2 separate regions of the Mus musculus genome follow, and region 1 is linked to region 2. Evidence: chromatin contacts called from public promoter capture Hi-C data. All regions are on one chromosome and are shown on one strand. The core of a region is the stretch at or near the end of the contact, and the rest is flanking DNA. Distances in the headings are between cores, read along the strand shown.

Region 1 (2,983 bases), core at 388-2,887, 220 kb before region 2:
ATCCGGGGATCCATTCCATAATCAGCTTCCAAACGCTGACACCATTGCATACACTAGCAAGATTTTATCGAAAGGACCCAGATGTAGCTGTCTCTTGTGAGACTATGCCGGGGCCTAGCAAACACAGAAGTGGATGCTCACAGTCAGCTATTGAATGGATCACAGGGCCCCCAATAGAGGAGCTAGAGAAAGTTGTTCCCAAGGAGCTGGGGGGATCTGCAACCCTATAGGTGGAACAACAATATGAACTAACCAGTACTTACCCGCCCCCCCCCCCCCAGCTCATGTCTCTAGCTGCATATGTATCAGAAGATGGCATAGTCAGCCATCAGCGGAAAAAGAGGCCCATTGGTTGTGCAAACTTTATATGCCTCAGTACAGGGGAATGCCAGGGCCAAGAAGTGGGAGTGGGTGGGGGAACGTGTGGGGGACTTTTGGGATAGCATTGGAAATGTAAATTAAATACCTAATTAAAAAAAAAAAAAAAGAAGAGTAGCTTCGAGCAAATGGCCAGATACTGACAGAAAAGGGAAACCATTTTAATTGGGATGCAGGAGACAGAAGAAAAAAGTTACTACTTCCTGTGAAGAGGGACTGCTGAGTTAAGAGAGGGATCAGAGTTTAATTTGAAGCTTAGTTAAAGGAGCTAATGTGGGCTGCAGTCCTGACTCTTTCACAGACAGAATTCTATAGAGCAGTGGTTCTCAACCTTTGTAAGGCCGTGACCCTGTAATACACAGCTCCTCGGGTTATGGTGACACCCTCCCCCACCATATTTTCATTGCTACTTCATAACTGTAATTTTGCTACTGTTATAAATTGTGATGTGCGTATCCATTTTCTAATGGTCTTAGGTGACCCCATGAAAGGGTTGGTCAACCCCCAAAGGGGTCGGCCCACAGGTTGAGAACTGCTGCTGTAAAGTCTTGGGTACAAGAGCTACAGTGGTGGACAAGGACAGCTGGCGGGATGCTAGGCCAACCAACCAGTAAGTTATCAATCATCAATCAACTGAAGTGGCACATGGATGGAAGGGAAGGTGAAATACTATCTCACAGTCCAAAGCATTGCATTAAATCTTAGTTTGTGCAAACCAGCTTAAGAAGGAAAAGATTTTCAGTGAGGTTTTGATGATGTTCCATGATGGGGCTCTGCATCTTCGCTGGACTCTGCATCATATGTCTCCTCATGGGCTTCCAAATCAATGGGCAGTTTCACGTAGAAAAGGGCATAAAGAGCACATTTTATCCTTTCACAACGTGACATTAAACTTCACCCTTCCCAACAGTTGTCACTCTGGGCGGAAGACAAGGGAGGCATCATACCATCATCCTGTGTGGGATGGTATTGGAAAAGCCGGTGGGAGTGATTAGCAGATCAGATAAGGGCCCAGTGTGAGGAAAGCAGTCGTGTACGGAGGAGGCAATGCTTTTCTCTTCCAACCATGTTAATGTTGTTCTTTTCTTCCCCTCAGGAAGAGTGATTGTTGCCACAAGTAAAGGAGTTTACATCTTGGTTCCATTACCTCTGGAAAAACAAATACAGGATCTGTTAGCAAACCGGAGAGTGGAGGAGGCTTTGGTCTTGGCAAAAGGAGCCCGGAGGAACATTCCAAAGGAGAAATTTCAGGTTGGTAATTACTGGTCACAAGACAGCATGCCTGTAAGCACCAGCATTCAGATTTAACCACGCGCACCGGAGCTCACTCTGCAGAAGGCCAGTGCAGCACTTTGTGCCTGTCCTGTAGTGTTTTTCAACACATCTCATGTTCTGTAAGTTAGGAAGCAAATTACAGAGCAACCAAACAGTTCAACTAAGATTGCGCAGCTGACTGGGGAAGGTCAGCTTGTTAGTTCCTCACTTGGTACACTAGGCTGTATTTGAAATCAACTCCCTTGTGCAGGCTCCTACTCAGAGCAGCTATGAACATGGTTCCTATAAACCGGCAGGCAGATTATTTTAGCCCAACAGATCTCTGATTTTAGAGTATGTATTTGTTGAGGTGGGGTTAAATTAATTTGCACACATGTCATGTCCTCTCTGTAGACAGCAGGGGCCACTTGCATCCAGGATAGCTATAAATGAACAATTATAAATCCAATGTGTATAAATCCAATGTATTTTAGACCTCATGTTACCATGTCACAGCGTCAAAAGGTTGTCCGTCCGTCCTCCCCCCAACCTCCGCCTGCAAAAAGTCAGTTTGTTTGTTTTTATCTCTCATGTGTAGGCAGTGCTTTGCACACAGAGCAGATAAAGCACCTCACCTCAGGAGCCCGGCCACTTCACTCCCTTACAGAACGGCAGTCTTCCAAGTACAGGAGCCACAGGCACAGATCACTGTACCTGGCCAGGAGAAAACGCCAAGTGCACAGGAGAAATGCTAACTTTAAATATTATTTATATAGTAAACATAGTCGTCAGGATCAAGTACATTTCTAAAATTCCTACTTGATCAGATGTGTCATTAAGGGCACTACATATTTGAGAATGCTAAAACATGTTAGCTGAACCTGGAGGCCTAGACCTGTAAAGCTAGTTACTTGGAAGCCTGAGGTAAGGGGACCTCAAGTTCAAGGCCTGCTTGAGGTACAGAGATTGTTCAGTGCCAACCTGGGGATTTAGGGTAACCCTGTCTCAAAATAAAAAGTGACATACCCTTGTCTAGCTTGGGGGAAGCTTTAGGTCCAGTCCCTAGTGCTGCAGAAAGCAACAACAAACAACTAAAACTACGGTGGTGTGTAGACATTTCTATCTCATTTGAGTCAGTCAATCAGATTTTACCTCTGATTGATTGCTATGGCAGAGAAGATATGTTTGGATGCAAGTTGCCTCATAGAGCAAAGGGTAATTAATTGCTGTTCCCAGTGAGTGAAGAGTGCATGTGTCCTCCAGGGTTTGGGAATTTGGAAGGAGAGGTCTGGTAAACAGAGGTCTTATCCCGCTCCTAACTCGCTGCAGTGGCACTAACCTGTCAGTGTTC
Region 2 (2,850 bases), core at 154-2,653:
GGTAAAAGGGATGTGACCCAGCGAGGCTCATTTTGTAAAATGTGTTTGTTTACACATAATTATAAGAATAAAGAGAAAGAAGAAGGGTACACTAGGTTCAGAATATAGGAGAGTGAGAGCCACCTGCCCATATAATCATTACCAATAAACATATTTTGTATGCTACAGTTCCTCTCATATGCAATTATGTGTCTCAAAGAGATGTATAGAAGAAATAAAAATGTCCAACACATTTTCCAATTTTCAAAACCAAGAAACCCAGATGTTTAACAGATCAATGGACAAATTGGTTTATGTTACAACATCAAATAACAGAAAAAGGTGGCCAGTCATTTTGTAAAACAGTTCTAAGATCCAGCGTTTAACTTCTCGGCAATATCTGGTGGTAGTACTGCTTTTCCAACATTTCGTACTCTTTCTACTCAAACTGTTCTGTTTTCCAACCCCCACTTGTTTGACCGCGTGTTCTCAATCTCTTGAGACCTCTCTTTCGGCCTGTTCATCTGCCTACTCTTGCAGGACACCATCTGCGCGCTATTCCCTGGGTTTCCATTAGAACCTGCAAGGTAACAGGACTTCAAAGTTAGGTCTCCTCCTGTGTCACGGGCACACCCACCGAAAGGACTACTGGAAATCTCCGGTAGAATATGCCACAGACACTTTAAGTGCAATTACAGCCGAAGCTCGTTTTCTCCCACTTTTAATGAGCCACATTAAACGGGCGACAAGCAAAGACTCAAGCTAGAAATCCCAGCTTCACACCGACCCCGGAATTGAGCGAAGCGGTCAAATTCTGCTCTCCTAATGTCACACACACACACACACACACACACACACACACACACACACACACAAGTTTCGGGAAAATTACAAAAACTGAAATTCCGCAAACGCAGAGCACTTGTAAAAAGTCTCAGTTCGCTCCACAGACTGACTCTGCCCAGGACATCTTCCGGGTCGCGCAGAGTTCGGCTCCCCTTCTCCCCGGGACGAATCACAAGACCCAGGCAGCCACCCAACTCCATCTGCCGAACCCTTTGCTCCTCAAAGCCCAGGGAGAGGCTGCAGAGGATCCGTCCGCGGCCGATTCCCCGATCCCCAAGCGTGACCTCCGACCTCTACCTTGAGGGCTCTGGCAGCCCTGGAAGGTGGGCCGGCTTCACGTCACCCTACCACACGGACCGCCAGCTCCAGCTCCCAGGACCTTACCTGGAACCTGGTCCCTGTCTGCCAGCCAACCGCCGAGGCTGTCCAGTACCCGGGCCTCTGGCAGAGGCTAGCTCTAACAGCGGGAGTGAACCAAAGGGAAAGCACTCGGCCGCAGGACACACAGGGGGCGGCCATGTTGGCCGTAAGAAACATCCTGGCGGGAGGGGAAAGGGGTGGAGCCTGGAGACTGCGCAGGCGCAGACCTCCCAGGCGGAAGCGCTTCCTTAGCAATTGCAACTAGGGGCGGAGTTCTGTAGTCCAGCCCCTCGCCGCTGATTGGGTGCGCGGCAGCAGGTTGCCTTGCACATGGCTTTCGGCTTACTAGCAGCTGTAGTCCTAGCTGAGTTCCTGGTACCCACGCTCAGACAAGCCTTCCACAGTCTTATTCTCACTCCAACAATCCAAGCTGGCTTTCCTGTCCGCTTGCCTTCCCGCAAGGGCCTTCTGCTCCCCCTTGAACTTGCCCGTTTTAAAGATCTGTTTCAAGACATTCTTCTTCCAGCAACTAACCATTCTGGCTTCCAACACATTGTGTTGACTCTTAGCTGTCTGACCCACAGGCTGAGGAAAAGCACCTCCCTGCTCAACTTCATGGCTCTCCCTGATTGCCTCTGAGCCTTAAAGCCATTAAGAGTGGCTGCAGACACAGGAACTGTCTTTGCCTTCTGAAACTTGAACTTCCTAACCCTAAGTCTAGGGTTATCTCTACCAGATACAAGTGGTTGAATAAATCACTCTTAAAGGGTTTTCCAATGTTGAAAATTATCATTGAATAATTTGATAATGTTGAAATTATCATTAGAAGTTTAAAACATACTCAGAAAACGAGATCAAGGTGACCGAGTAAGAGGCTGAGAAGTTAAAAACACTCTATGTTCTTTCAGAGGACCTGGGTTTGGTCCCCAGAACTCTTGTGGAAAATCACATCTATCTATCTATCTATCTATCTATCTATCTATCTATCTATCTATCTATCACATCTATCACATCTATCACATCTATCTATCTATCTATCTATCACATCTATCTATCTATCTATCTATCTACCTATCTATCTATAATTACAGCTCTAAACAATCTGACACCTTCTCTGAATTTCAAGGGGATCAACCATGTCTGTGATGTACAGACACATATACATACAAGCAAAATATTTATACATGTAAATTAGAAATCTGTTTTTTAAGTTATGAAGTAAGTGCTGGCATCGTACAGTTATCACCTCATAAAACAGCTCTAGGGAAATAGAAATTGCATAGCTTCAGAAAAATAGAAGAAAAAAAACCCCTCCAAATAGGATGCTTGTAGTAAAGGGGGGAAATCATTATTTTCCCCTTTGTTTGTTTCCTTTACATTAGTGAAAATCTCTTCATTCAGTGGCAGAAGTCCAGGACTAGTATTTGGAGAAGAAGAATAAGTTAGAGGCGAGGCAGTGCTGGCCAGAAAAGCAGGTAGGCTAACTCCAGATCTTTACCTCTCCCTCTATCTCTCCAAATCCAATCCTCTAGTCTTATCTGTAGCAGAACTGCTGTGGCCTCTTCTCACTCTCTGATCCCATTCCCAGGGGACTAAACAGACCCTGGTAGATCACCCACCTTCCCTCCCTCTGCAGCCCTCCTTACTTCCTCCCCTCCAGCCCAT

What was found. Promoter capture Hi-C pulls out the DNA fragments that hold promoters and counts their contacts.
Region 1: a promoter capture Hi-C map of frontonasal cranial neural crest shows a contact between it and region 2, with 2.8 times the contacts expected there. The contact joins the enhancer-like site here to the promoter of Mrps9 in region 2. A contact is called at or near these places in 4 of 39 promoter capture datasets (the HPC-7 cell line, HPC-7-derived erythroid cells, cranial neural crest and 2 more), 2 of 484 Hi-C or Micro-C datasets (CD8 T cells and olfactory sensory neurons), 6 of 115 datasets of contacts at active chromatin or transcription factors (embryonic basal ganglia, embryonic stem cells, large pre-B cells and 1 more) and 2 of 9 other capture datasets (adipose tissue and liver).

What each region holds. Positions count from the first base shown.
Region 1 is chr1:43,066,120-43,069,102 of GRCm38.p6, reverse strand. It overlaps Tgfbrap1 (transforming growth factor, beta receptor associated protein 1), which reads left to right. Exons shown (of 12, transcript NM_001357299.1): 4 at 1,475-1,629. Among named protein-coding and RNA genes, the nearest start is that of Gm28782, 13 kb to the right of the region's middle. Within about 2 kb of position 1,637, at least 21 of the 459 cell types and tissues checked have an H3K27ac peak or open chromatin away from gene starts, as enhancers often do.
Region 2 is chr1:42,849,786-42,852,635 of GRCm38.p6, reverse strand. Mrps9 (mitochondrial ribosomal protein S9) reads right to left here and starts at 1,403. Exons shown (of 11, transcript NM_023514.4): 1 at 1,210-1,403. The coding sequence starts at 1,344.